6 separate regions of the Mus musculus genome follow, and all the other regions are linked to region 4. Evidence: chromatin contacts called from public HiCAR-type, HiChIP or PLAC-seq and promoter capture Hi-C data. All regions are on one chromosome and are shown on one strand. The core of a region is the stretch at or near the end of the contact, and the rest is flanking DNA. Distances in the headings are between cores, read along the strand shown. Region 1 holds the start of Abcb7 (ATP-binding cassette, sub-family B (MDR/TAP), member 7). Region 2 has its middle 24 kb from the start of Zcchc13. Region 3 overlaps Ftx (Ftx transcript, Xist regulator (non-protein coding)). Region 4 holds the start of Rlim (ring finger protein, LIM domain interacting). Region 5 has its middle 36 kb from the start of Jpx. Region 6 holds the start of Uprt (uracil phosphoribosyltransferase).

What was found. Promoter capture Hi-C pulls out the DNA fragments that hold promoters and counts their contacts. HiCAR-type assays count read pairs that join an accessible place to other places. HiChIP or PLAC-seq counts read pairs in DNA pulled down with a chosen protein or histone mark.
Region 1: a promoter capture Hi-C map of erythroid cells shows a contact between it and region 4, with 23 times the contacts expected there. The contact joins the promoter of Abcb7 here to the promoter of Rlim in region 4. A contact is called at or near these places in 5 of 39 promoter capture datasets (cranial neural crest, erythroid cells, hippocampal neurons and 2 more), 1 of 484 Hi-C or Micro-C datasets (cerebral cortex) and 1 of 115 datasets of contacts at active chromatin or transcription factors (astrocytes).
Region 2: a contact with region 4 is called in an H3K27ac HiChIP or PLAC-seq map of extraembryonic endoderm stem cells. The contact joins the enhancer-like site here to the promoter of Rlim in region 4. A contact is called at or near these places in 1 of 39 promoter capture datasets (cranial neural crest), 1 of 484 Hi-C or Micro-C datasets (embryonic stem cells), 6 of 115 datasets of contacts at active chromatin or transcription factors (acute myeloid leukemia, embryonic stem cells, epiblast stem cells and 3 more) and 1 of 9 other capture datasets (liver).
Region 3: a contact with region 4 is called in an H3K27ac HiChIP or PLAC-seq map of extraembryonic endoderm stem cells. The contact joins the enhancer-like site here to the promoter of Rlim in region 4. A contact is called at or near these places in 10 of 39 promoter capture datasets (the 3T3-L1 cell line, the C10 cell line, the HPC-7 cell line and 7 more) and 7 of 115 datasets of contacts at active chromatin or transcription factors (the 230-238 cell line, embryonic stem cells, epiblast stem cells and 4 more).
Region 5: a HiCAR-type map of astrocytes shows a contact between it and region 4, with 2.2 times the contacts expected there. The contact joins the enhancer-like site here to the promoter of Rlim in region 4. A contact is called at or near these places in 8 of 115 datasets of contacts at active chromatin or transcription factors (astrocytes, embryonic stem cells, large pre-B cells and 3 more).
Region 6: a contact with region 4 is called in a promoter capture Hi-C map of erythroid cells, with 18 times the contacts expected there. The contact joins the promoter of Uprt here to the promoter of Rlim in region 4. A contact is called at or near these places in 5 of 39 promoter capture datasets (the 3T3-L1 cell line, cranial neural crest, erythroid cells and 2 more), 1 of 484 Hi-C or Micro-C datasets (pro-B cells) and 1 of 115 datasets of contacts at active chromatin or transcription factors (astrocytes).

What each region holds. Positions count from the first base shown.
Region 1 is chrX:104,410,874-104,415,865 of GRCm38.p6, reverse strand. Abcb7 (ATP-binding cassette, sub-family B (MDR/TAP), member 7) reads left to right here and starts at 2,020. Exons shown (of 16, transcript NM_009592.1): 1 at 2,020-2,209. The coding sequence starts at 2,042.
Region 2 is chrX:103,651,944-103,656,841 of GRCm38.p6, reverse strand. No RefSeq gene overlaps it. Among named protein-coding and RNA genes, the nearest start is that of Zcchc13, 24 kb to the right of the region's middle. Within about 2 kb of position 3,566, at least 34 of the 459 cell types and tissues checked have an H3K27ac peak or open chromatin away from gene starts, as enhancers often do. A contact at or near this core is called in extraembryonic endoderm stem cells, stem cell-derived epiblast-like cells and trophoblast stem cells, where this site is marked.
Region 3 is chrX:103,579,106-103,584,002 of GRCm38.p6, reverse strand. All of the region lies in intron 9 of Ftx (Ftx transcript, Xist regulator (non-protein coding)), which reads left to right. Among named protein-coding and RNA genes, the nearest start is that of Mir374b, 8.4 kb to the right of the region's middle. Within about 2 kb of position 2,057, at least 3 of the 459 cell types and tissues checked have an H3K27ac peak or open chromatin away from gene starts, as enhancers often do. A contact at or near this core is called in extraembryonic endoderm stem cells, where this site is marked.
Region 4 is chrX:103,979,466-103,983,955 of GRCm38.p6, reverse strand. Rlim (ring finger protein, LIM domain interacting) reads left to right here and starts at 2,671. Exons shown (of 5, transcript NM_011276.4): 1 at 2,671-2,893.
Region 5 is chrX:103,526,828-103,531,787 of GRCm38.p6, reverse strand. It overlaps the pseudogene Gm9157. Among named protein-coding and RNA genes, the nearest start is that of Jpx, 36 kb to the right of the region's middle. Within about 2 kb of position 2,412, at least 168 of the 459 cell types and tissues checked have an H3K27ac peak or open chromatin away from gene starts, as enhancers often do. A contact at or near this core is called in astrocytes, memory CD8 T cells, pro-B cells and 1 more, where this site is marked.
Region 6 is chrX:104,480,616-104,485,672 of GRCm38.p6, reverse strand. Uprt (uracil phosphoribosyltransferase) reads right to left here and starts at 2,870. Exons shown (of 7, transcript NM_001081189.3): 1 at 2,324-2,870. The coding sequence starts at 2,712.

The DNA.
Region 1 (4,992 bases), core at 771-3,270, 430 kb before region 4:
GCAGGCTGATTTCTGAGTTTGAGGCCAGCCTGGTCTACAGAGTGAGTTCCAGGACAGCCAGGACTACACAGAGAAACCCCGTCTAGAAAAAAACAAAACAAAACAAAATCTTTAAAGACCTCAATAATGTTGCTTTATGTCAATAGTACCTATTGGTATTTCTAGTAAAAGCCCAGATTTTGAGAAATTATCTATAGTATCAGATGTGGGTATTTCATAAATTTAAAATCTTCTTCTGATTGAAATATAGGATTCTACATGGCTTCTTGAAATTTTCATTTAGTTTTATGTTTAAGAAGTAGGCAATGGGGGCTGGAGACTTGGTTTAGCAATTAGGGGCACACTGCTAAATGTGATCTTGCTAAATGTGATCTTTGTTCTTGCAAAGGATCTGGGTTCAATTCCTATTCATACAGATGGTAACTCATGACTAATTATAGGGCCACTGAACCTTTTTCTAATCCAACACTTCCAACTCTTAAGCCAAATACTGTTAATCCAGCATAGTTTGATGGATATACAAGTATGATCATTTTACTCTCCTGATTAAGGCATTCAATAGCTGCAGCACACAGCATTAATTTCTTAAGACAAAATTGCCATCAAGAGTTTCTGTTCACCCTGTTCCATCTCCTACTATTTTGCCATCAAGAGTTTCTGTTCACCCTGTTCCATCTCCTACTATTTTGCCATACACTTTCTGGACTCCTGAGCCTGAAAGTTTTCTTATGAATTCCTTCTTTTCATATAGCCATCTTCTTTACATGTATGGAGGGATAGTCAGCCTCTTTAATCTGAAATTCTAATTATCTTCTTCCCCAGAAACCTGGTGAGTGATATGGATCTCAGAAGAAAGTGAAGCTAGCTGCATGGGCCATATATATCTTTTGTCTTTTGTCATGACATCTCTCATTAGTTTATAATGCTTCTACAGAATTAATTCAAGATTACTTACCTGCCTTGTGTAAAAGGTTTGAAAATGAGCCTGGTGTAGTTATGCCTGCTTTTAATTCCAGCAATCCAGAGGCAAGGACAGGGGGACATTGGAATTTGAGGCTAGCCTGGTTTGCATAGCAAGTTCCAAGTTCCACAGTAGCCAGGCCTTTATAAAGAGAAGGGAGAGAGAGAGAGAGAAAGAGAGAGAGTGGGAGAGAGAGAGGGAGAGAGAGAGAGAGAGAGAAGTGTTTAAGGAGAGATTTTTGAGAATGCATTAATGAAATTGTACCTTCTTGACTCCAGGTTTTCAAGTAGCATTTATATTTGGAAATTGTTTCCCACCCAGATACTTGTAAACATATTTCCATGGTATTTGGTTTGATTATAGTGCTGACAAAATAATACAAATGTGTCTTTAAATATGCAGTTTACTATATAACATGTTCACTTACCATCCACCTAGCAGTTTTTAAATAAGGGACTCTGAAGAAACCAAAGGGAAGAGCTACAAGGAGGCAAATTAATGGAATGAAATATGTGTGTACCCCGAGAGCTCCTTGTCCCAACAGCAAAAGACCAAAGGCAAATCAGGAAAATAAAAGGTTTTACAATGAAGGCGGCGACTCTCACTTGTGAAGCCTTCTCCAGGGGAAAACTTGTCTGTACTTTAATCCTCAACGTTAATGCACAGGGAGAATGAGAGTTATGCAGAGTGGAGCATGGCATTGAGTTGGAGACAAGAAAGGAATCGAATGGCAGACAAGATAGGGTTGTCATATTTACCAAAGCAACACTTGGGACATAATTATCCCAATCATTTGTTTTTTATCTGAAATAACATTTAAGTGGGTAATCCTGTATTTTATCTGGCAACGCTAAGAGAGAAGAACAATGGTAGTCTGATGGTCTGGGCTGTGCAAGAAAAAGCCCGAGTCACTGGGGGGAAAAAGAGTAAAGCTCTACTTAAGCACAAGCATCTTCAGACACAAGCTATTTCCGGTGTCGGGCGCGAGCGGGGGGAGGGGAGAAAGCAATGAAAGCCGCGGCACTCAGTCCGCCGGCGTCCCACAATCCTCCTCTCTCGGTTCCTTTTTCCTCGCTCAAGATGGCGCTGCTCGCGATACATTCCTGGCGCTGGGCAGCCGCGGCGGTCGCTTTCGAAAAGCACAAGCATTCGGCAGTTCTGACCCGGGCTCTAGTCTCCATGTGCGGCTCAGGCCCGCGATGGAGTTCGTCCCAGCGCGGCGCGTCAGGAAGCGCTCGGCTGTCCCAGGTGTGTGGCCGCGCGCTTGGGAGAGCAGGGTGAAGGACAGGGGAACCTGGTAGGGAAAGGGTTGCCCTTGTGACCTCAGGTCAGAGGGAGCGCGCCTAAGGAAGATTGTCAGGGCGAGCTCAAGAGTGGCGGCGAGGGTAGGAAGTTAGGGTTAGGAATTGGAGGCGGAGAGGAAGAACACGTTTGGGGACAGCAGAGAGCCGGGAGGTTTCAGGCACGGGGCACCTGCAGTGCCGGCGTCCTGTAGGGCTTTGCCGCTTGTTTTCTAAGTGGGTGGCAGACGGGGCTGCTTCCAAAAGTTCCTCGTGGAATTTGGTGCTGAGCGGCCCGTGCTTCAGAGTGTACTAAAGCGGGAGTATGCAATTGCGAGTGCACTTCAACAGGACAGAACGCCACCTATAAACAAGTAGCACATTTAATTGGTACGTTAACTCCCTCAACTGACAGGCGAGCTCCCTCGGAGGCAAAAACCATAATTATCCTTTTCTCCAAAATGTACACTGCTCGAAGACAGACGCTTTGTTATCTTTTGCTATGACTATTCAATTACGTTCTTTGTGCATTCCCTTAGTGTGGCAGTGATTATGCTACCTTGGAATATTGGCTACCATTAGCTCATTCAATAAGAGTTTGTTTTAAAAAATCGTCTGTGGTACTTGTACTTCAGTTTGTGGTTTTTTTTCCTCATATATTGGCAATATTTTAATTGCCACCACGTGTTCGTCAGTATAACCTTAACATACTGTCATTTTTGTTTGGAAAGCAGTTTCTTAAATTATGACTCCCTGTCAACAAATATTTAATGTCTACTACTACTATAATCATAAACACTGTTTAGATAACAGAAGTCAAGAGAAGCATACAGTTAGGCCTTCAAGGGTTGAGGTTTGGTTTGGTTTTTACAGACAAGGTCTTGTTTTGTAGTCTCGTTAGGCCTTGAGTGTGTGATCCTCCTGCTTCAGCCTACCGAGTACTGGGATGACAGGCATAAAGTGACAAGGATTGTACAATTTTTAAAATTGAAAAATATTTGAAATCGACAAATAATTGTGTATATTTGTGGAGTGTGGTGTGATATTTAATACATGGATGTAAGTGATCAGTTTAGAGTAATTGGCATAGTTTGCATCCTGAACACTTGTTATTAGTATAGAGAATAATATTTTAGAGATGGAAAGAGTCTGTACTATAATGCTATGGAATGTCAGTGATTAGATCAGCACTTTTTTTTTTCTTTTAGGTGAAATAAAGTAATATAGAAAAGAAACTCTAGGTTTTTCGGATATTAAGGGATGAATAGTTTTGTGAACTTTTGTTCACATATTCCCTATAATGTGATTACTGAGATGGGCTATGAAATGTATTTTTTTTTTTGCATTATGCTCTAGATTCATAGCCACTCGCTTGTTGCGGCCATTAAAATTAAAAAAAAAAAATAGTTTCTTCGGCCTATTAGCCACATTCCAGGTTTTTAATAGCCAGGTGTGGCTGGGATGTGTTGACAACATAGCTAAAGCTGTTGAACAATATGATTTTAAAGAATATGATATCTAGCCCTTCTAATTTTGCAGATGAGGAAACTAAGCCACAAAAATTGATAAATGAAAGCCTTCAAGGCTATTCATTCATTTATTGCTTTCTTTGTGTCAGGTACTTATGAAATAATACTCTCGTAGTCACCAAGGACACAGCAAATGCTGACTTGTACTAATAATGACGAATACTATTAATGGTGGGAAACACCTTAAGTATAAAAATTATTGTTAAAACCAGAGGATTTTTATATACCTTTAAAACTGTATAGTTCCTTATACAGCTGCTTCTGGACTATAGTATTTCTACTAAAAAGATTTATAAATCATGTTGCAGTTCTGGGGATGAAACCCAAGGCCTTATATAAGCTTGGCAAGCATTCTATCACTGAGCTGCATCCCCACTGCATGAATTTTATATACGTTGTAGTTTATATTATTAACATTTAAAATAGTAGATATTGCAGTATCATGTACTTTCTTAGCATGTTTTAGCATTAACCGTCTCTGTTTGTATTAATCCTGACACTCAACAACACCTTGTATTCATTTGTAATTCATCCATTTAAAAGGACATATTAATGGATTCTACATAATCAGTGATATATACCACCATTGCCACATTCAATTGCCTCAAAAAGAAACATGCTTTTTGTCTGTCTTTTTATGCCTTTGTTCTTCTGACCAGGTCTAAGCAACCACTAACTTATACATTCTTTATATATTTGTCTATTCTGGACATTTAATATGAATGGGATTATTTGATATGTGGTCTCGTTGTTTGATGTTGTTTCCTTAAAACATTGTCTCCTGTAACTAAGGCTGACTGGACTTGAAAACCTTCTATGTAGCCTAGTCCATAATCAGTCTACGAACTGATTATAAGAAATGCACTACCCTACCTCTCAGTATATGACCTTTTTTGACTGTTGCTTTCATTTTGCATTATTTTTAAAGGGTTGTTTAATTATGGCACATGTGTCTACTACATTATTTGTTGAGGCCAAATAATGGTTTGGATATACAAGATCATTTTGGATTTTCTTTTTTAATGGGCTAAGTAGCCTTGGCTGACCTGGAATTTGATATGTAGACCATGTTGTCCTTTAGCTCATGAAGTGTTAGAATTAAAGGTATGTGCCACCGTACCTGGCATGGTTAGGGTTAGTCCTGAGTTTCTTTTTTTTTTTTTTCCTTTTAAATGTTTTTTTTTTTTTTTAAATTTTATGTGCATTGGTGTTTTGCTTGCAA
Region 2 (4,898 bases), core at 2,317-4,816, 330 kb after region 4:
TTAGGAAGGTGTTTCCCACGTGGTAAACCATCTGCCTGTTTGCCTGAGTGAAGGTCTTCCTTGGGCGAGAGATGAACTGCAAGTATAAGCCAGTTTGTGGGGAGACAAGAGAAGCCAAGGGTGTGGGGGACCTTCAAAGACTGTCGGGTCTAGGGAGAATTGGACTGTTTCTGGGTTAGGGACAAAGTCCTCTCCGGTGTCCTCTCCTTCCCTCCCCTCCCCCTCCCTCTTTTCCTTCCCTCCTCCCTCCTTCACTGTCTTCCCTTCCCCTCAGGTCTCCTCTCATCCTTTCCTCCCCGCTCTTTTGTGGTTCTGGATACACTCTAGGGCCTTCTGGATGCTAGACTAGTGTTCCATCACTGACCACATTCCCAGCCCCAGAAGCATATGAAAGATAAACTCAGTTCTCTCTCTGTCTCTCTCTGTCTCTCTCTCTCTCTGTTTCACTTTGATTATAGTGATATGAAAGGTGGACTTAGGAATCTTTAAACATGGCAGAAGTTGGGACTATTTAGATAGCTCAGACGTTAAAAGCACTTGCTGCTCTTCAAGAGGGTCTAGGTTCTATTCCCAACACCCACACAGGATACAACTAGTTGGGTTTTTGTTTACTAGAAGAGCACATTTTTTTTAACCTCAGCCGCATTATATTCCATATATATTAAATGTAATTTATTTTGACTTATTCACTTTACATCTCGCTTACTGCTCCAGGTCACCCTCTCCCACCATCCATCCCCCATACAACTATTTGTAATTACAGGTTCAGAGGATCTGAAGCCCTCTTCTGGCCTCTGTAGGCACTCATGTGGTGCACAGACAGGCATGAAGGCAAAACACGCATACACATTTAAAAAATAAAAATAGATTATTTAATTGATTGGTGGATGGATTGATGGATAGAATGACTAGAGATATGGCAGAAGTTCAGTGGTTAGGAAAAGGCAGTTTTTTCATTCTGCGGAAGCTCAGGCTCAAATGTTTCCTTCTCAAGCCTCTGTCTGTGATTGGACTTTTATTGGCCTTTACAGTTAACATGCATGTATCCAGAGGCTAGAAAGATGCAGTTATAAAGTACTGGCTGCTTTTCTAGAGGACCTAGATTCAAGTCCCCACACCTGCATCGGGGCTTACAACTACTTCTAAGTCCAGTTCAAGAGGGTCTCCCTAAGCACAAGGAATACACCACTCCAAGGAATACACACTTAGAGGCACAGACATCCAAAGAGACAAAATACAACCAAGTGTCTGGCATGGGGTGTTTTGCTCCTTCAGGCTCTCCTGTATGTATTACACAATGCTTGTCCTGTGGATTCTGTATTCACTGAGCTCTGTGACACCCTGCTCTTAGATTCTGAACTTATCAGTTTAAGTAGATTCTCTCTTAGGAATTTTCCATCCAGCACCCCTACACCATGTCCCCCACTAGCACACACACACACACACACACACACACACACACACACCTTAACTTTTTAGATAGATGTCAGCTTGATTTGTCATGAGCTTAGAACTGGGGATGGAAGTTGCTAATTATCACCATCTATTGCTGCCATGGAGAAACACTTTTCAGGCCTTGAAATGACGTCCGAGCCTCTGCTTGGACCACAAACTTCAGAACTTTTAAAATAATCCCCAAAAGATAAAAAAGCAAACAGAAAATAACATCTATCACAAATTTACACCTTTAAGCCTTTGGAGGGGGTGGGGCATAAGCTATTACTATGCAACCTAGATCGTCATAGAACTCAAAATTTTCCTGCCTCAATCTCTGAAAGTAGTGAGTTACAGACATACACACCAGCCCAATGAACTGCCAAAATGCAAATATATATGAGTTTATGTCATCATAAAAATTCTGTTCTTAAACTATTAGAAAATAGAGAAGGCCACATGATGGCAGGACAATTAAAATACTAGAAAAACAAAGCAAAACAAAAACAGCACCATGGTCCTTGCCAGTAATCCTAGCACTTGGGAGAGGAAGGCAGGAGGTTCAGATATTCAAGGTCAGCTTTGGTAACAAAACACGTTCCAGAGCAGCTTATAGTCCATGAAATTCCATACAGAAAGGAAAGGGGAGAAGGAGGGAGAGGAGGAGGAAAGAAGAAAAAGAGGCGGAGGAGGAAAGACAGCAAGGGAGAAGATGGTCATCATGGGACCCTCCACACATGCAGGCCAAACGTTTATACAAATAAAACAAATCTAAAACGAGTTGGGCAGTGGTGGCGCGTGCCTTTAAATCCCAGCACTTGGGAGGCAGAGGCAGGCGGATTTCTGAGTTCGAGGCCAGCCTGGTCTACGAAGTGAGTTCCAGGATAGTCAGAGCTACACAGAGAAACCCTGTCTCACCACCCCCCAAAAAAAATCTAAAAAGAATTAAAATAAAGAACAATAAAATATACAATGGCACACATCTGCAATCCCAGCACCCTTATATTGAGTTGGAAGACAGAGACAGGAAAATCGCCCAGAAACTCAGGAGCCCAGCTAGCCTGTATGCAGTGTACTGTGTAAGACAGAAGAAAAGAGGTCCTGCTTCAGTAAGATGGAAGGAGAGAACTGGCTCCTGAAAATTGTCCTCTCACCTCCACATGGGCTGTCATGGTGTGTGGATGGGCTTGCACACACACACACACACACACACAGAGAGAGAGAGAGAGAGAGACAGAGAGAGACAGAGACAGAGAGACAGAGACAGAGATGAGAGAGAGAGAGAGAGAGAGACTAGTAGTATTGTAATTATTACCAAGCTCACTGTTCCTTTGCAGAAATCTGTTTAAATTAAAATAAAGACAAACCAGAAAAAAATTTAATCTTTAGGAAACTTCAAAATTTCAGAGCCTCCCATTAATTGGGACCCCATCAAAATAAAACTGAAGCTGAGTATAGCTAACTTTGTTTTTTGTTCTTTGTTTGTTTTTGAGACAAGGTTTCTCTGTGTAGCCTGTCTGTTCTGAATCTCTCTGTCTCTCTGTCTCTCTCTCTGCCTCTCTCTCTGTCTCTCTGTCTGTCTCTGTCTGTCTCTCTCTCTCTCTGTATGCCAGGCTGGCCTCAAACTCAGATTCATCTGCCTCTGCCTCCTTAGTGCTGGGATTAAAGGGGGGCCCCACCAGGCCCAGCTGCTACAGAATGCAATATGATTTTGGCAGCAAAACCACAACTGGTTTGATCTTGGCTGCACTTATGCAGTGGTTTTTTACAGTCATCCTGACATTTTTGACATAAACTGTATTGAAGAAAAAAAAAAAAAAAAAAAAACAGAACAAACTATGCATTGCCTCTTGTCAAAGCATGGTGAGGAATACTTTATTTTAGATTTAGATTTAGGAATTTAGGAATTACTAAAATCTACATTTTAGATGATGGAAGGTTGGGGATCAACTGTATATGAAGCATGGACAACTTGGAATTCACAAGAAAATAAATGAAAGTCAATGGGCAGAAAGTCACTAAGTGGAGGAATCATCAGGGCTCAGGAGGTTCTGGTTAAACTGAGCTGAGAGGCAGGGAGAAAGCGCCACAGTGAGCCTCCAAGGAATGTGCTTGGACAGCAGTTGTGTTGGGGGTGGGGAGCCTTGCTAAACTGACTTAGAAGACTGCACAAGGAAGTAAACAGGTTTAGGAGAAGGTTCAGGAGCTTGACTAAAGATTAACCAAACAAAGAATTTTGGCGCCAACTTTGGCCCCAGTTTTAGCAAGAACCCTGCTGTTAGTTTAGGGAGACTCTTCCACCTTTGGTAACTGATCACTTAATAGACCTTTGTTCCTACCCTTGATATCTGAACACTAACTCAGGCACAGTTGTCAGCAAGAATTCTATCTGGCTGAGGAGTTCTGGCACAAATTTTGAATCCCAGCACTTGGGAAGCAGAGGCAGATCAATTTCCGAGTTCGAGGCCAGCCGGGTCTAACAGAGTGAGTTCCAGGACAGCCAGGGCTATAGACAGAAACCTTTTCTTGAAAAACCACAAAAACAAGAACAAAAACAAAAACAACAACAACAACAAAACGAAAAAAGAAAGAAGAAAATCTTATCTGGTCAGGTAAGCAAGACTCTCCCCTACATTTGCTGGGCTCTCTAGTAACATGTTCAATCCACTCAGTGTAACCACCACCCTGGCCTTCAGGCCCTTCCTGACACATTGCTTCTTAACTGTAAATTCCTGGGTGTCTTTCCTCTATTCGTCATTGAGCCCAGCCCCATACTGAGATCTCTCTTTTGTTCTACTGCAAATTTCTTAACAATATTTATCTTTATCATCACTCCAATGTCCAACTCTAGTTTTCTTTGACAGAATCCAGACCCTTCTTTATTATTACAGAGAACCAAGACCCATAGAATACCTCTTCCAAGAAAACAAGGCACAGCATGGTGCAGCAAGATCATACCCAAAGCCTCCTGCATGCTGTAGTACTAAACTATGCCCAACCCCAAGGCAATTCTTAGTGAATTTTAAAGATAAGCATGAACATTTCAAGAATGCCAGAAGATAATGGCAGACAATTGGAGTGAGTCAGATTGTATAGGGCCTGGTAGCCAGAGTTTACTTTAGACTTTGGTTTTTATTCACCATAAAACGAGCATCCATTATAGATGCTAGCATTCCTTCTAGGCTCTGCCCCATAGTCAGGTGTGCCTGACTCACTAAAGGGGCTGTTTGTCCCCTCCTCCCTCTCTCTTACTCTTTTACCCTCTCTGTCCCTTCTCTCCCCATTCCCTTCCCCCTCTCTCTCCACATATTCCTGCAGCCTCTACTCTCTCTCTCTCTCTCCCTCTCTCTCTCTCTCTCTCTCTCTCTCTCTCCCTCCCTCCCTCCCTCCCTCCCTCTCCCTCTCCCTCCCCCTCTCCTTCTTCCTCTCCCCTCCCCCCTCTCTCTGCCCTTCTCTGCCTGTAC
Region 3 (4,897 bases), core at 808-3,307, 400 kb after region 4:
TAGCTAAGCAGACATACACACTCATAAATAAAAATAAAATTTTTTGCCAGGCAGTGGTGGCACATGCCTTTAATCCCAGCGCTTGGGAGGCAGAGGCAGGCGGATTTCTGAGTTCGAGGCCAGCCTGGCCTACAGAGTGAGTTCCAGGGCAGCCAGGACTATACAGAGAAACCCTGTCTCAAAAAAAAAACAAAAAACAAAACAAAAAAAAAGAGTCTCAGAGAGATCTCAGTGGGATTCTATTTGTTGATAAAAAACAAAACAAAACAAAACCAATTAAATAACTAAAATGAAAAATTTTTGTAAGAAAAGGTATGTGACTATCTTAGTATATCTGAGTTCAACTATCTGACTTAATGCATGTGTTTGTTTATGTATTTTATTAGTATAGTCTGTTGTTTGTGTTTTTTTAGACAGGTCCTAATCTTAATGTACACCTTTTTACCTTGAATTAAAACATAGCCAAGGATGGTCTCGACTCTTAGCTTTGTGCAGTTTTTACAAATTTCTGATACACTGCTGTTCTAAGAAGTACTTTTATTGTTTAATCTTAGGTGTCTCCTATGTATTCCTAATTGACCTGAAACTAACTAACCTGGCCTGAAACTCACAGCAAATCTCCTGTTCCCACCTCCTGCGTCCTCAGTCGACATGTGTGCACCACCATGTCCTTCACTAACATTGTTTTAGTTTATAGTGCAGTCATTTCTTATCCACTCTCTTACCTGGGATATTGTCCACAGAACAACACTTGCCATAATAAACAGGGTCATCATTTTCTAAATATTAGCATATATTAGTTTTTTTTTAAGTATGGTGTATTTGTGACACTCAGGTTTTTTAGTATAGTTCATTTGTGACATTTTTGTAGGCTTAAATCTTTCTTACATCGTTGTAATTATGCAATATTTTCCTTTTGTGTCCAGCATACTTTACTTAACATAGTATCCTTCATGTTCATGCATCATGTATATTTGAGAAGTATTTCATTGTATGGACATGAATTTTGCTTGGCCATTCATGTTGTTCCTATAACTCTTTATATGGCTACATTTTGTTCTTGTGCTATGTGTACATAGAGCTACTCTGAAGCATGCTTGTTGCTTTTAGCTATAGGAAGGAATTCTATCAGGACAGGATTCTTTACATCTTACAATAAAATCCTTCAAATTCACTTAAATATGAAGATACGGGATTGGGCTACGTATGCAGTTGGTCCTCCACTTCACAAATATGCTTTTCCTTTTTCTGTAAATATGCTTTTATTTTATGCACAAATATGCTTTTCCTCTTCTGTAAAATTCCAGCTGAGCCTCTGTATTTGCTTTTTGAAAAAATTTGCTATTGAGGATTATATAAAATCATTTCAATTTAGCACGCAGAAATTATAAAGTTATAAAGTATATATGCTGATTTCTGTAAATTTGACAGAAGTTTTAGAACATTAGGGTGGGGGAAAGGGTCTCATTATGTAGTTCTGGTGCCCTAGAACTCACTGTGTAGTCAAGCTGGCCTCCAACTCATAGAGATACGCCTGCTTCTGCCTCTGAAGTGCTCAGACTAAAGGTGTATGCCAGTATGTCAGCCCAACTTTAAGATAGTTATTAAAGGCATATAAAGAAGTCTAATTTTATCCCTAAATTTAGTTATTTAAACATGTTCAGGTACCTGTACAGATGAGAAGCGGTGAACTACTATGTGGAAATGAGTCCAGGTCATTTACTTAGTCATAGTAAAGCTGGAAATAATAGGAAGGTCTTTGGAATGGTTAGAGATATTAGTAAAAGAAAAATGGAAAAGTCTATTACGTGCTGTTAAGATTTTGTGCAGTACCTGTCTAGTAAAAACCTGAATATGCCTCATAAAGTCGGGCAGACTCAACAAAACCTCATGAGGACTTGGGGCAACAACCCTAGGGAGTACAGACTCTTAGAAAGATAATTGTACTATCTGGTTAAAGGACTAATTATTACTCCTATCACTTTAGTGTGGCTCAAGGTAAGCCCACCTTCCTGAGTGATTGTCCCTTGGCCAAGCACATGACTCAGCCCAACTGGATTAATTTGTAAGGGAGGAGACAATGGCATGCCTGCACCCAGAGGTAAATTCCATTCTTTCTGCTGGTAGATAACAGACTTCCGTAATGTGCCTTGAATACTACCGCTGAAACATTTCTGCTACTATTTCCATTATACGTTATAGACAAGTCATCCAACGAGTGAAGTTCAAACTTTGCTCAAAGAGTACCTTCTCTGAATCTAATCATACAGCAGCCTGCCATGCTAGTGCTTTGCTATATTTTCTAGTATTGTCTTTGTAACTTCATTGATAGTCTTGATATTTTTTTGGTATTTTTATCCCCCATGATCAGTCTTTCCTGATAACTTACAGTCTACCACACTTAAAAATGGTACTCCTTCGAGGCCACCCTGGTCTACAAAGTGAGTTCCAGGACAGCCAGGGCTATACAGAGAAACCCTGTCTCAAAAAACAAAAACAAAACAAAACAAACAAACAAAAAAATGGTACTCTTTTCAAAGCAGTATATTGATTCCGAAATAGAGAGCTCTCCTTTGGAAGGAGCCAAGCATTTCCAGAGAACAGTTTGTTTTCTTATACATTGGAACAATTAGAATTGTTTGTGTGTAGGGGACATGTACATTGGGGTCAGAGGATAAGTTGATAGTTCTCTCCACCAAACTGGGTCAAACTTGGCAGGATGCATCTTTATCCCATGAGCAATCTTACCAGCCCAGTATTGTAAAATAATATAACCATCCCTTAGTTTCTGACTCCAGGGCCCCTACCCCTAGTGTTACAGCTTTCATGAACAAGAAAGCCTTGCTCCTTGCTTTTTGGCTAGATCACCTCCCAACTTTTTCTTTTCCGGGATTGCCTTTGGTCCATTACAGAACTAAGAAGACAAAAAAGGTTCTTGTGGGGCAAGTGCTGTCAGTCAGGCCCTGCATTGCCTGGTCTCTTTAGTGCTCTCTAGCTCTAGGTTTTCAACCTCCCTTTAACTATTTTGGGTTCTGTCTTTCCCTATGGTGGTGGGTCTCAGCCTGTGAGTCTTGACCCCTTAGCAATTGTCTACGACCATTGCAGACACAAATGTCTACAATAAATGTATAACCATAGCAAAATTACACGCATGAAGTACCAATGAGAATAGTTTTATGGTTGGGGGTCACCACAACATGAAGAACCGTCTTAAAGGGTCTTAGCATTGGGAAGGCTGAGAACCACTGCTCTATGGAAACTTATGGAAGTTACTCTGCCCCAAAAGTCACTTGGATTAACCCTGGCCCCTTAGCCATTCCAAATATGAGACTTGTGATCATTTTTACTCTGCCATTTGATCTTTTTAATGTGCTCTCACAGGACAACTTGAGCAGAATCTAAGAGATTCCTTTAATTACAAGGTGCAAATGTCTGCTTGGCATTAGATTTGCTGTCTCTTTGGAAGGTGTGCCGCATCTTTAGAAAATCTGTATCCTTTATGCCTGCTGCTACCCCCAGAATCTTAAGACAAGGGTAAGTTGTTTGAGATAAGGAGTGCAGATCCTTACATTAAAGGTTCACTGAGTAGGCCCTGCTGAGTTTTATGTGTAAGCATTAGAACGTTTTAATCAGTCTCCTTTCCTTCTGTAGGCTGGTGGGCTGACTCAAACTAAAGGAAACTGCATGACCCCCTCCAGCATTTTAATAGCTTGGCTTGTCATCTATTAAGGAGCAAATGGAAATCGTAGGAGTGTAATAGGAAATGTTATGGATACGGGTGATACAAGTATATGTGTTGCTTTAGGACAAGAAGGAAAGAACATCTTTCCTTTTAGATCAGCCTGACTGGTTGATTTTTTTTTTAACATTGCATAGTGCTTTCAAGAGCTAACATTCCAGGAAGCATGTATTGTAAGTAGGTAAAAACACCAGTTCTGCTCCAGTTTGTTGACAAGGCATAATCCTTTATCTGCCCCCCAGCTCACTCTAATTCTGATTTCTCCTATTTTGGAATTTATTGTATGTCCAGTGTATTTCAAGGCGGAATTTAAGGGCTGTAAGAGAACCCACTCATTTAGGACCCCTGAACAATGTTGCAAAATATGGTTTTCTGTGGCCTAATGCTATGCGATCAAGGGGCTATCAACCAACAATGGGGTAGCGTGGGAGAAAGAAATGATTTTTTTAAGCCAGGTTGTCTGTGTGTAGCTTTGGCTCTCCTCAAATTCACAAGCTTCTGCCTTGCTGTGCCTCCTAAGTCTGCCTCGTGAGTGTTGAGGTGTGTGCCACCACACCTAACTTCAAACATTCTCTTAACATGAATAGGAAAAAGGTTTTGTAACACAAGTTGCCCAGCTTATCAGGTGTGTTTGAAAATGTGATAGGTCAGCTCTCCAGCCACTGGAGTAATTGATAACAATGACTGTCGCTAAGCAGAAATGGGCAGTTTTTCTGTTTCTTTAGCTTGGAGCCTGTTCAGCACGCTCATGGACCCTCATCTTTCTATCATCCCCTTCTCTTTTGGAGATTCAACTCTCAGGGCACACTTTTTATCCCTTAGTCCTACACTATTCTAGAACTCATTTAGCACAGGCCCACTTGTGAAGTGTTGAGATTAAACTTGTCAGCCATCACTCACAGTCTAGCAACATGACTAAGCACGTATTTTCTTTCTCTTTATATTTAAGGATATAATTTTCAAAAGTTAATGTAAGAAAGGTTTCCTTAATATCACATCTATATTCCCCTGGTCAGGGAAGCCGGTTTTCTTCAGAGAAAATTTGATTGCTAGAAAAACTAGTACCTTATTTGTTCCTTGGGAGTAAAATACTATGTAATGAAACTCATTAGTAACTTGGGTGTCCTGGTGATACTACAATTTTCTTGCTAAGAAACT
Region 4 (4,490 bases), core at 1,422-3,921:
ACATAGGTCTTCGGAAACAGAGGCAAGGTGTGTATTTGGACCATAGAAAGAACAAATGGATAGGAACTCTTTTTCTTTTCTTGTTTTACATTCTTACTGCTTTTACTTACTGAATGAAAAAGACTGTCCTCCTTGCTAAAATCTATTAAATACATGGACACTGTGAAATCTCTAAGACAATACAGAAAAAGATAAAGAAGGTTAAACGGCTAATAATGATTATACTTTACTTGCATGTATGCCCACATAGACTTGTAGGGGTTGGGCATTTAGCTTAGTGGTCAAGTGCATCCCAAGTACATCCTTAGTACTGGGGAAAAACCACAAATCAATCTCTCTCTCTCTCCCTCCCTCCCTCCCCCCAAGGAATGTAGACTTCTATCTAGAGTATAGATATATTTATTTTTTTAAGCTTTGGCCTCTGCTGGCATTCTGGCCCTGAATTCAATCCCTGAGACAGCCCACAAAGTGGGTGGAAAGTAAGAACGTTTGAGCAACATAGCAGGCTCAAACATACACGCAAAAAGTGTAATTTATAAATTAAAACATTCTATATAATGTCTAGTATTTTTTTTAAAGACAGAGTCTCACTCTAGCCCAGGCTGGCCTGGAACACACTAGGTAGCCCAGACTGGCCTTGAATGAGTTACAATCCTGCTTGATCCTCTTAGGTACTTTGATAACAGGCAAACACTGTGGTGCCCAGCTACACTGGGGCTTTTGACACACATTACCAGATTGTCTTTTAAAAGTTACATGACCTTTGAGCAGGGAAGAGTGAAGAAGGTTTGAAATACCAGTACGAATACTTGGGAAGTAGAAGCTTGACTGTAGATTCAAGGCCAGCCTGGGTCTCATAGACAGACTCTCCATTTTAAAATTTAGTCTCACACTTTAATCTCAGGCTGGTCTGGAATTTATTATGTAGCCCAAGTTGGCCTCCAACTCTCAGCAACCCTCCTGTCTCAGCTTCCCCAGTTCTTGGGTTTTTAGTGTGTGTGTGTGTTTTTGGTTTTTGGAGACAGGGTTTCTCTGTGTAGCCCTGGATGTCCTGGAACTCACTCTGTAGACCAGGCTCGAACTCAGAAATCCACCTGCCTCTGCCTCCCAAGTGCTGGGATTAAAGACGTGCGCCACCACTGCCCGGCGTGTTCTTTTTTTTTTTTTTTAAAGATTTATTTATTTTATGTATGTGATTACACTGTCGCGGTCTACAGACACAGCAGATGAGAGCATCGGATCACATGGCAGACGGTTGGGAGCCACCACGTGGTTGCTGAGAATTGAACTCAGCGCCTCTGGAAAAACAGTCTGTGTGCTTAACCGCTGACTCATCTCTCCAGCTCTTTACCGCGTTCTTAACCGGTGAGATAAACTAAGTGCTTTACAGAAAATTACGTAGGTAATGGAGAAGGTTAAATAGAGTGGTCACGGGTTTCTCTAGGAGGTGAGGTGAGGCCTAGACGATCCATGTAAAAAATATGAAAAGAAAAATATTATAGTGTAGTTTATGTGTGTGCCTTTTTTTTGTTTTTTGTTTTTGTTTTTCGAGACAGGGTTTCTCTGTGTAGCCCTGGCTGTCGTAGAACTCACTCAGTATACCAGGCTGGCCTTAAACTTACACAGAGATCTGCCTGCCTCTGCCTCCTGAGTACTGGCGTTAAAGGCGAGCCACCGTCGACCAGCTTCCAGCTTCCAGCCCAGTTTAAGCAACTGATGTAGCAATAAGTTAGGTTCGTTGGAACAACAGTAAAAAAGTTAGTCTACCTGTTCTTTTATCAGAAAACAGAAAAATAGGGTGGGAACACAGAGACGTACTTTAAAACGGGGTGGGGGCGGTTGGGTTCTTATTCCCTTTAACTGAACAATGGGAACTGAAAGGTGTATGGCGCATTCCCTCTGGTCCTTTCTTTAGGCTTTAGCATCCAATAGACGCTTCCTTAACCGCCCTTTTCGAATTCCCCCACTATCACTTTTTCCCATCCATTTACAAATCGCCACACCCTTTTAAAGTACTCTAGTTAGAGCCTCGAGGAGGCCTTCCCCACCACTTTTTAACATTGCAAATTCACTTTTGTCCCCACGTTTTATGCCTCCACCCACTTCCTCACTTTTAATCTCTAGTATTTAGCAACAAATTGTTTTATAAGTGTGTTCACCCTAGATTACCAAATCCCTTAAGGACTGAGAATTCTTGGACTATTTCAACTTAATTTATGGTTCAACTTCCTCAACATCTACAGCTGTGCTTGAGCTACAGTTGGCATTCGATAAATACATGTTGAATAAAAGGTTGGCTGCCGTCTACACTAGTCTGGACTGTATGGATCAATGCCAGTTACACCGATACTACATTCTTGTTCTCTGTGAAGGGCTTCAAGCGGCCCGACTGTGACGTCCTTCAGCTTTCAAAATGGGAAAGCGAAGGTTCCCACAATTCTCAGAACGCGAATTTCTCGCTACAACTCAAAATGGCGAAGGAGGGTGGGGCCTGTCACATGGTGGGCGTCCCAGTAGCATTTTTTTCCCGACCCGCCGCCCGTCTGGGCGGGTAGTCTGTCCGGCCCCTCCTCTGCCCACCAGGCCTTTTCGAGGGCTCAACTGGGATTGGCTGGCCAGCAGTCTGGGCGGGGGCCTGTGAAGCTGGGAGCGCAGCATCACTTCCTGTTGTGGGCAGTCATTTCCTGTCAGTGCTAGGTAACAATGGGGAAGATAATGGCTGATTGAGCTACGTCTCCGAGCTGGCGCTGTTCTAGAGGCGGGTCTCTTGCCCGGGTTTAGAGGCGGGTTAGAACGCGGCGGCAGCGGCAGCACAGTAGCGCAGCGGAGGTCCCAGTGGCGGCGGCGGAGCCCAGTTGAGTTCCCTCCTGGCCGAAACACCGTGTAAGTGAAGGTACGGGCACCCCGAGAAATGGGATGTCGGACTGGAGGCAGGCAGGGGCCGCGGCCCTCAAAATGGCCCGAGTTGGCCAGCCGCGGCCGAGACACCCACTACGGCCTCCGGACCTGGGCTCCCGGCTGTGGGGGGCTCCGTGGCGTAGTCGCCGCTGCCATTTTAGTTGGGTGGCGTGTGTCGGCCCCGCTCGTGGAAGAAGGGGAAGGAGTCGGGCAGGACTTCCTCTCCCAGGCCGTGGAGTCGGGGCCCGGCCCTCCCGAGCTAAGAACGAACGCCGGGGAGGCGATCCTGGACTCCGGGCCTCAGGCGTGAGGATGGCTCCAGTGCTTCTTACTAAGAGGTTCCCCCCACCCCCCATCGTCGTCGCCCCGCGTTGCGTATCGGGCTAGGGTTTGGGGAAGTGGGGTGGAGGTGCTCTTAATTCGGATGTTGGGAACTCTTGAACCTTCAGATTTTCACAGGATTCGCAGAGCCTCATTTTGAACGCTTCTGTAGGGCATGACCAGTTTGTTAACCTCTGGGGCTACGGTGACAGTCTTCCGGGAGGATCGGAGACAAACGTGGTTTGCTTCCCTGCACCTTTAGCCCTAAGTGTATCCTTGGCCAGATTTTACTAGAAGGGTTTTCCTCCTCACAAGAAAAAAAAAATTAAAAAAACGGAGGGAAAAGACGTTGCGGGTTGTTTTCCCTGGTAAGTGTGGGAATTGAGCCAGACTATTTTCAAGTTAATTTCCGTGTGATCTGCCAGCAGCCCTACCCCTCCCCCACTCAGAAAAAAACCCCTAAGGGTCTCTGCTTCTGCGGGCGGGCGGTACCTGCCACGTACGCCATAGCTTAGTAACTAGTATTAACCGGTTGGGCTTCTGCTTCCTGAATACTCAGTCCCTTTCCCCCTTCTGCTGATTAATTTCAAGATGGAGGAGACAGCCACGTTCTTTTCCTGGACAGTTTCACCATACTTATTCCACAGGTTCGTTTGGCATCTGAGGCCTAGGAGACTAGTTATTTAGGTCATTTTTTTCCTCTTTTGGAGGGGAAAGGGATTTTATATCAGATTCTCATGGGCTCCTGGCAGGCCCCACTGTATATATGTTTTTTTTTCCTAGAAATAAGTTGCTTACATTTCTTGACTTGTAATTAGCCACCGTGCGTTTGAATGATTGAAGACAGAAAGAATAGGAAGTGTAGTCCTAATCATTTCTTTGATTCTTTATAATTAGGAGGCAGGCACAATTACAGGTCCACCTTTTCCTCAAATCAGTTTCTGAAATACAGGTTAAGGATCTAAAAGGACCAACCCAAGCACCCTTTAAGATAACTATTTAAGGGCAAACAATCATGCTGAAAAGGTCACAAATATCTCTTAGCTTAAAATGTCCTGATGATTTTTATTATTTTAATTTCTGCCTTAGGCTACTGTGGTATGCCAAATAAGTTCTTGAAAGTGGCTCGTAGAACTTGAAAATAATTATTAGTCTGATAAGGAAAAGCCTATTTTAAACAAGCTAATATTAAAAGGTAGATTGCCTCTTGGCCTTTAAAGGAAATCTTTTATCTAACTCCTGGTTCCTTCTGACCTTGGTTGTCCAAATAT
Region 5 (4,960 bases), core at 1,163-3,662, 450 kb after region 4:
CCAGCTGTGCCTCTCTCAGGGAAGCGGAAAATCATCCAAGACTGGAGACCCACACACATTGTGCATTTCACAGCTAGCTCTATAAGCAGTCCAAGCTTGGCCTCAATCACTGTCCATCGAGTCCTAGTTATACCCTCCAAACATCACGTGTCCTCCACAGGTCTTGCCTCAGTATGCGCACCTGTCTCAGCTGACATTACTTGGCCAATCAGCCCGAGTCCATTGAAGCAACAAGAAACTGCAGCACACTATGGGAAGTTTTTCGGTATGTTTCTCTCTATGGAGTACTGACAAATGCAGCTCAACTACACAATGTAAGCTGGGCCAAGAAATGAGTGTTGTTAGCAAAGAATCCTTTTTTTTTTTTGGTTTTTTGAGACAGGGTTTCTCTGTGTAGCCTTGGCTGTCCTGGAACTCACTTTGTAGACCAGGCTGGCCTTGAACTCAGAAATCGGCCTGTCCCTGCCTCCCAAGTGCTGGGATTAAAGGCATGCGCCACCACACCCGGCTCAAAGAATCCTTCATCATGTGTCCTCTAGCATGCTTGCTTTAGCAGAACATCCTTTCTCCTGTTTCTGCTTCAGCTAAACATTCCTTCACATGTTTGCCCCTAGCAAAACACCATTCAACCAAGTTTCCAATGAACCCTTAAGTTTCCACTTCAACCTGATGTATGCCAGGTCTGTTCAGACTGAAGCTGTGACAGAGATGTACTCTGCTCCTTAGCGAGTTTCTACAGACATTGGAGGAGCTTGGAAGGATGGTCAAATCAGCTGCCCTGATAACTAGAGGCCTACCTTGTATATGGACCCAGACCCTGCATGCACAATATCTACCAGTTGGGCTTCAGTATTACCTGCGTTCAAGTTGCACACTCTGGGTGCATGAAGGCTCACATTCAGTGCGTTCCATCAGATTTAATAGCAAGAGGGCAGAAGGGACAAATGGGAGATAGAAGAGAGTAGTAAGGAACGCTGGTCAGATGGTGAAGAGTCTTGGTCCTTATGGAAGTTCCAAGTGGAGACTTTGAGGTTCGCTTTTTAGAAATGTCTACATGACATTCATGGAAAGGCAGAATTTTTTTTTGATAAATAAAATTATTGCATTTAATGTTATTTTCTTAAAAACCCAAATCATCATATCCCTTAATGTTGTACCAAACAATGCCAGTTCAAATGATAGAAAATGTATGTCAACAGTACCTGAAAACAAAATTAAGAAGGGTATAAAGCCCTACCTACAGTTTGTCTAATTTACATCAAGCGGTCATGGAAACAAATGATCATTAAAATTATTTTATAATTATGTACAATGAACAAAAGCATAGTAAGTAGCAGGGTACTTTTCCACCATAAAATTATTTACAGCCCTTTGTTCATCTAGAAACACTAGCTTGAGAGGTACTTGTCAGGTATATTCCTCTTGAAATAACTTCTCTACAGCAAACAATTGTCTTCTATTTGGAACACATTGAAGAAAATAATTGTCTCATTATTTTTGTGTTTTGAGTCTTGATTCCTAATAGTTCAAGGTATTATGGGAGAATCCTGGTGTCCTGGATAGCTCAATAACAAACTGAGATCTAGCAGAGTGTTTGTATTCTGAGAATACTGTCCAGTGCATGCAAATGCTTGCGTGTAGGCTGTGCGCCCAGACTCACAAAGCCTGTTAGGAAAGCTTCACACAGACTTTGCTTTGCTCCTTCTTTATAGGGCGTTGCGCTTCCTTCTCCGTTTTCTTCCTTTGTTGTTCTGCTGTCTCTTCTCTCCGTCTGAAATTTTCTGCTGCTTCAGGACTTCTTCTGCTTGCCAGGCTGCGTCTTCTTCCTCTTCCCATGCACTGGTATTTTCTTGCCACGTATCTAAGTCACCTAATTTTGAAGACTGATGAATAAAAGGCCTATCTTGTGCAGCTGCCAATCTACTGGAAAAACCTGTGCTACCATCTGGGACACCAAAATTCAATGGTTCTCTCTTCTTAATGACAATTTTCTGAGTTTTCTGTATAGTTGGAGTTATGGCCTCGAAGTAGTCAGGTTCCAGTTGCTCCAAAGAGTTCTGCTGTGTTGCCACAATCCCATTCCCTCCTTCGATGCACTAGTGGGCTCATCTTCATCCCAGGAAGTCCACTCCTCCAGGTCTGTCTGCTTAGGGACAGACGAATAATCAACTGTGGTGGGCAAAGTTATTTGATCTCCACTTAATTTCCTTCCTCTGCCAGATCTGCACATTAATCTCTTTAGGAATGAGAACACTATTGCTAGGCAAGTACAAACTTTAAAGAACCGAAACTGAGTGATGGCCATGGTGAAAACCAGAACTTGCCCCTCCCCCTCCCCGCCCGCCTGCGCTGCGGAGGCTCAGAGCTGCCGCGGGCCGTGCGCGCTCAGCGGCTGCCTGCCTAGAGCTCGCGCTCAGCCATCTTAGTCCCAGCTCCACTCATTCAAAGCCGGGCGCGCGCACGCGCTCCGTCGCAGCCACCGTGGCCGCCCCTTCTCCAAAATTCCCCAGATTTTTTTTTTTTTTTTTTTTTTTTTTGCAAAACCCAGTAGTTAAGTACATATCAAGAAATTAGAAACTAAACTTAGTAAAGAAATGAGGGCTGTATATGAAGCTCAGTGCAGAAGGCCCTGGATGCTACCCTCTACTCGCAGCGTGGAAACAGACACACGCACACCAGCGCGAACACATGCAGGAAGGAAAGAGTATCTTGAAGTGTGAATTGGCTCTTGGTGAACTTCTGGTTTCTGAAGAAGGGAAGCATCCCATTAAGTGCAGCCAATGCATAGTACCTATTTGCTCTTAAATATTCTGTATTTGGTCTAGGTGTTATAGCACAAGGAAGTAAAAATCAATCTTAAATGCTCAGCAATTATAGTTAAACTTAATGCAGTGAGATTTAAAAAAAAAAATCTCCGGAGCAGTGGTGGCGCATGTCTTTAATCCCAGCACTTGGGAGGCAGAAGCAGGCAAATTTCTGAGTTTGAGACCAGCCTGGTCTACAGAGTGAGTTCCGGGACAGCTAGGGCTACACAGAGAAACCCTGTCTCCAAAAAACAAAACAAACAAACAAACAAAAATATCTCCTACTAACAGTAGTTAGCTAGCATGAACAGCCCAGAAATTAATGCTCATGTGTGTGGTCGGGTTATTTTTAACTGGAGTGTCAAGTCAACTGAATTTTGGGAAAAGAATAGTCTTTTCAAAACAAAGGGTTCAGGCAAGGCTTTATGTGCGTGTACAAAAGAGTGATTTTTTAAAAAATGATCCCAAGGACCAGGGAGATGGCTTGGTAGGTAAAGTGCTTGCCATACAAAAACAAGCTCCTGGATTCAAATCCCCAGCATCCACGTAAGGGCACACATTTGTAGTAATATTGCTGAAGATGCAGAGACAGGTGGATTCCAGAGTCACTGGCCAATCAGTGTCACTGAAGCTGTGAACTTCAACATTAAATTAGAATGTCATCAAGGAAGACATTTGATACCAATCTCTATCGACTTGAGTCTAGCCTCTATATACACATGCATACAGATAGGAACACACACACATATCACAAACACATACACTCAAATAGAAGGAACTAAGAATGCATTAAAGACCAAAACAGACCAGTTAAAATCATAAGTGCTAACAAGAATATACATTAGACTTGGCAATGACTTTAAAACAAAGTTCAGAAAAGCAAGAGAATGGGAATTTAAGGTCATCTTTACTACAGCATGGACTATATTAAGCCCAGTTCCTAAAAACAAAAACAAAAAACAAAACAAAAAAACCCATTTTTATACAAATAGCCATGTGCAGTGGTGTGTGTATAGCTATAATCCCACCACTTTGAACACAGGGGCAGAAGAATTGCATACCAGTTCTAGGCAGCCAGGGTTACATTCCCAGACTCTGTCTCAAAACAAAACAGCAACACAAAATGATGAAAATGCCCTGGAAATGGTGGCATTTAATCCCAGTACTCAGGAAACAGGGTTCGAGGCCAGCCTGGTGTAGACAGCAAGTTCCAGGACAGCCAGAGCTACACAGTGAAACTCTGTCTCTAAAACCAAAACAAAACAAACAAAAAATATCACAAAGCCAGGCGGTGGTGGCGCATACCTTTAGTCCCAGTACTTGGGAGGCAGAGGCAGGCAGATTTCTGAGTTCCAGGACAGCCAGGGCTACACAGAGAAACCCTGTCTCCAAAAAACAAAACAAAAACAACAAAAAAACCACAAAAATGTAACCTATAGTTGAGACAAAGTATTTGATAGCTGTATTATTGATAAATACTAACAAAAATATATGAATGGCTATAAATCAATGAAAGAGCTCTGAAAAGAGATCAGATTGAAGAAGCAGTTGGTTGTGGTTGCACACACCTGTAGTCCTAGAGCACTGGTGTCTAATGCAGGAGAACCTCAAGTTCCAGGCTAGTCTGGAACATATCCTAAGCACCAGGCCAGCTTGAAGCTGCAGAGCAAAAATACTGCCTCAAAAAAAATTGTAATCAGATTTCCATACTGTACCAATATATTATTCTTCAAAATAAATGAACATACAAGTTTCAAAACAGGAATTTCATACTCCCTAACAAAAATAACCTTGGATAAATGTGATTTTCCAGAGGAGCACATATTTTGATGCTTAATCGGAAATCAGTATTCCTTTTCTGTTTGATCGGTTTTTTGTTTGTTTGTTTTGGTTTTGTTTTTTCCAGACAGAGTTTCTCTGTGTAGCCCTGGCTGTCCTGGAACTCACTCTGTAGACCAGACTGGCCTCGAACTCAGAAATCGGCCTGCCTCTGCCTCCCAAGTGCTGGGATTAAAGGCGTGCGCCACCAATGCCCGGCTGTTGTTTTGTTGTTGTTGTTGTTGTTTTTTAAAGATGTATTTACTTTTTACGAGCATTGGTGTTTTGCCTGACTGAATGTATGCCTGTGTGAAGGTGTCAGATCCCATAGAACTGCC
Region 6 (5,057 bases), core at 1,621-4,120, 500 kb before region 4:
ATCAAGGCTGCTATGTTCAAAAGGCAGTAGTAGATGCATGCATGTGAGAGTGTACAGGTGTATAGTGATGGGGGAGATATCAGATGTCTATTTCGCTCTATATTCCACACACATACGTACATGCATGAATACTTATACCCACACAAACATGAACACATACATATACCACAAACACACAGAAAAAATATCCAGAATAGGCAAACTAATGGAACTCTAAAGTAAACTAATTTTTGCCTAGGGCTTGAGGGGGTGTTAGGTAAATGTGGACTGACTACCTGTGAGGTCTCTTGTTGAGGGGATGACTATGTTCTAAAAGTGACTGTGGTAGGTGAAGAACATACAGAAAACCATTAAATTATACTTTAAAATGTCTCAATTGTATATGAAAGTTCTGTCTCAATAAAAATGTTCTTTTATTTGCAGTGCTTGGAATCAAATCCAAGGTCTTATGTCTATAATGCAAGAATCCCTCCAACAAAGATATTTTTTAAATAACCATTACCATGGACAAATAAAATTTACTAGAAATTCACTGAGACCCCAAAATTCATCTACAAGTGTAATAGATCCAAGAACCAAAGTTAGTCAATTCCAAGAATTATCAAATTTTCTTTATTTCACAGATGTCTTACTTCAGTTGTCCCAACAACTACCAAAACTATGCCTCATCTTTTTTAAGCCTCTATGCCATTAGATCATGTGATCATAGTTTTCAATACTGATTCTTTATAAGCAAATAGTACAGTTTCATAAATATAAGCTTAAGAGCTAGGTCCAGGCATAGCAGTGCACCCCGCATAACTCAAGCATTCAGGAAGCTAAGGCAGGAGGGTCAAACACTTCAGGCCAGACCGGGCTATACAGTAAAACTCCACAAAAGGTAGAAATAACCTTTAATGATGGAGCTCTATTACTTGCAATGAATAGCTGTAAACCTAATAAGCAAGGTCCATACACAAGTAATAATATTTAAAATAGAAAGGAAACCTTCCATTTAAAAAACGGTCAGGGAAAATCAGCCAGGAAGAATGAGTTTAGCCTTGAAAAAACAGGAGTTGACCATTAATAAAAAGGGATGTGGGGAATTCTAAATGAAAGCAGAAACAAGGAACCAAAGGGGGCTAAGCATGCCCAAATTGGTTCCAAATGAAGGCTGCTGAGATGGCAGTTATCAAATCAAGGCTGCTATGTTCAAAAGGCAGTTGTAGATGCATGCATGTGAGAGTCAGGAAAACTGCAGTACGGAAGCACTGGAGCCCACTACAAGAGTATGAAGAAACGGTTGCCAAATCGTATTTATTTTAGGGCATTTTTAAATGTCAAGACATGCTAGAAATACAGTGGTCTTAAATGAGCCGTAGCTGCTCATTTAAAGCTGCCAATAGGAGCCAGGTATGGTCTCAGGTCCAGTAGTTCCACCTACTTGGGAGGTTGACTTGTGCCTTGGAGTTTGAGGCCAAAGTTTGAGCAGCAATTTAGGAAAACCCTGTCTGATTAAAAAGAAGAAAAGAAGAGACAAGAGAAGGGAAGGGAAGGGAAGGGAAGGGAAGGGAAGGGAAGGGAAGGGAAGGGAAGGGAAGGGAAGGGAAGGGAAAAGAAAGAGAAAGAAAAAAAGGAAAGATGGCAGCTATATTTCACTGTGGTACATAGCTATCCAAGAAAATCCATATTCCAAAATATTTTAACTTTTCAAGTTCTTGCTATACTGATTTGTGGGATTAGGAGGATCCAACTTGTTCTTAGGTTACCTTTGCTGTTAACTACATTCTGTAAGTTTTCAGTAAAACTGTCTTGATAAGAGTGGAATCATAAACTTTCTGGCAACCAGGTAAAGCTGAACTCCCAATCAGTAAACAAAATGGCAAACTGCAGGAGCAAATGCTGTTGAGTCAGAGGGCTGGCGGAGCACATCATTTCCCTTGAAATTGCTTTAGTTTTGTGAGCTTGGGCTGTCGGGGTGTTAATAACCACAGGCAGTAACCATTCCTGGGTTATACATTTACCACGTGGTCGGGAACTGAGCAGATGGCATAGGGGTGTGTACCTGCCTGGCACAGTAGAGGATTGGTCATGTTTAAGACAGACAAAGAGGCCGGAAGAGGCTGAAGGCTACCTAAAAGGTTTCCTTCCTAAACAAAGCAATGTTAACCGCAGCAACTAAGAAGGGGCCACAGAAGTGTCTCACTGACTCCCTCCCTACTCACAGGCCAAAGAAAGAGGCCTGGCTCTAATCCCCAAAGACCAGTGTGCCAAATGCAAACAGAAGCTTTTTACTTTCACCCTGCAGCCCTCCGCTCCCTTTTCCCTTCCGCTCTAAGCTTACTTGTCCCGGATGATAGTCTGAAGCTCCCGGATCTGATCATTCATAGGCAGCAACTTAAGCTGAGCCCCAATCTGTCGGGAGAGTTCACAGTCCCCTAGCAGGGAGTCGCCGCCGACAGGTGCATCGTAGTTGCCACTGTCACTACTGTCACTGTGGTTCTCAGAGTGAAGATTAGTGCTGCAGCAGGCCGGAGAGTCCCGCTCCGAAAGCACGCTAGAATGGGCGTGCCCAGGGAGGAGAGTCAGCTTAGCCATAGCAGCGTTATTTTCCTCTGCATGATCCAGGACCCGGTCCTCGGCTAGCAGATGCTCGGGACTTGGGCTAGAAGTAGAGTTTACTTGCCGATTGTGACAGGGCATGGAGTCCGGACGCTGTAACTCCGAGGCCATACACGGGGCCCCCGAGCTATCCCCGCTGCTATCAAACCCTAGGGATAAAGGGCAAGAAGAAAAGGATGCGGACACGTGCGTCCTCCTGGCCCCTGGCTCCTCCAAATCTCTAACCCTGGCTGCCCTCTCACCCCTAGGCCTCTACGGTCCTTTCGCACGCTTTGCCCATACCCGCCCACACCAGACGCACTGCCGGCTTAGACACCTTATTGGCCCATCTCTCTGCCAGTCTACAGCATGCTGGTTTGTTAACTCTTTTAAGTCTTTCCTGCTTGAGAGATTATCACAGTTGCTTGGCAGAGGTGGCTAAACCAGAGATATCCCTGGTTGCTGAGTCCTCAGAAAACCCCTAGGACTTCTTGCAATCAGAACTTTGGTAGAGCCAAGAAAAGATACGGGTGGATTACACATGTAAGGCACTGTTTTCTAACTTTCTGTCTTGGCAAAGAAAACATACTTGGGTAGTTGGCTGCATCTTCAAGCTAATGGCTTATCTGTGTAACAGAAGAAGCAAAGTAAGAACAGCTAGCAGGCTGGCCTTTCTAGACTCTTCTACAAGATGTCATTTCGTGTGTGTGTGTGTGTGTGTGTGTGTGTGTGTGTGTGTGTGTGTGTGTGTTTGTGTGTGTGTGTATACAAATGTAAGGAATTTATTGAGCTTTCTGAATTTAAGATGACAAACAACAGCTTTTTTTTTCTTTCTGTATTGTTTTATTTTTATTAAGGCTTTTTTGTTTTGTTTTGTTTTGTTTTTTGTTTTTTGAGACAGGGTTTCTCTGTATCGCCCTGGCTGTCCTGGAACTCACTCTGTAGACCAGGTTGGCCTCGAACTCAGAAATCCGACTGCCTCTGCCTCCCGAGTGGGATTAAAGGCGTGTGCCACCACACCCGGCTTATTAAGGCTTTTTTATTAGATATTTTCTTCATTTACATTTCAAATGCTATCCCCAAAGTCCCCTATACCCTCCCCTTGCCCTGCTCCCCAACCCACCCACACCTGCTTCCTGGCCCTGGTATTCCCCTGTACTGGCAAGATGCCATTTCTTAAGTACGCTTGACCACTAAAATTTTTCTTACTGATACTGGTTGGGCACTGAATTGCACATGTTACTATGGCATAATTTTCATTACACTGTTTGTTCTCCCAAACAATACTTGGAAGGATGGCTTTTAAAAATGTTTAGGTACCCACCAAGAAAGTCTAGAATAATAATTTGCAAATGTCCATTGTATCAGAAAAATTGTAGAGCTTGTTACGATGCAGAGTTTTAACTTGACATGAAGGCACACATCTGTAATCCCCACACTTTGAAGGCTGACATGGAAGGATCAAGAGTTCAAAGCTAGCCTGAGTTATAAAGCAAGCTCTAGTCTCAAAAATAATTAAAATAAGCAATATTTGTTTGTGTCCTACTTCCAAGTCTATACATCACTATTTATCATTATAGTGTAGACATTTTAATGTCACTGCACAATCCCCACACTTTCGAAAGGTTGTACAGTCTTTTCACTTAACACATAATGCAAATTAAAGGGTCTCTGGGCTTAAAACTTGTATCTGTTAACTTCAAGTAGGCCAGAACAAATGTCTGTTTTGTCAATGAATACTCTTGAGGAATCCAATGAAGCCCAGTATTGTATCATGACCAAAGATAACCCAGCTCCAAAACTGTCCATTGTTTCATCATCCTGTGACCCTGTTTTCAATGCCATAGAACAATAAATTGAAACAGCACAAATGTCAGTCTGTCTTCTGTATTCGTATACTTTCTTTTTTTGTTTTTGTTTGTTTTGTTGTTGTTGTTGTTGTTGTTGTTTTGGTTTTTTTGAGACAGGGTTTCTGTGTAGCCCTGGCTATCCTGGAACTCACTTTGTAGACCAGGCTGGCCTCGAACTCAGAAATCTGCCTGCCTCTGCCTCCCAAGTGCTGGGATTAAAGGCATGCGCCACCACGCCCGGTTGTATACTTTCTTATATTAACCAATAAGCATTAGCTGGTTTATATTTTAGGTTCAGAAAAGATAAAAATTTACTAATGACTAATCAGAATAACACATTTAGTGTTGTGTTTTATAATTTATAAAGAAGTTATGAAGCATTCTCTTATTTGAAAAGTCAAGGTGGGAAAAAGCCAGGCATGGTAGCATATGCCTATAATCCCAGCACTCAAGGTGTTGTGAAAGAAGATCACCAAGGTTAGTCTGGGATAGACACACACACACACACACATACACACAGATACTCGTGTAAGAACCCTGTCATACAAAATCAAAATCAAATAGTTGTCCAAGATTGATTGTACATCCCAAAAGGATTAAAGCTAACACAGAAACCCGTCTTTCAAG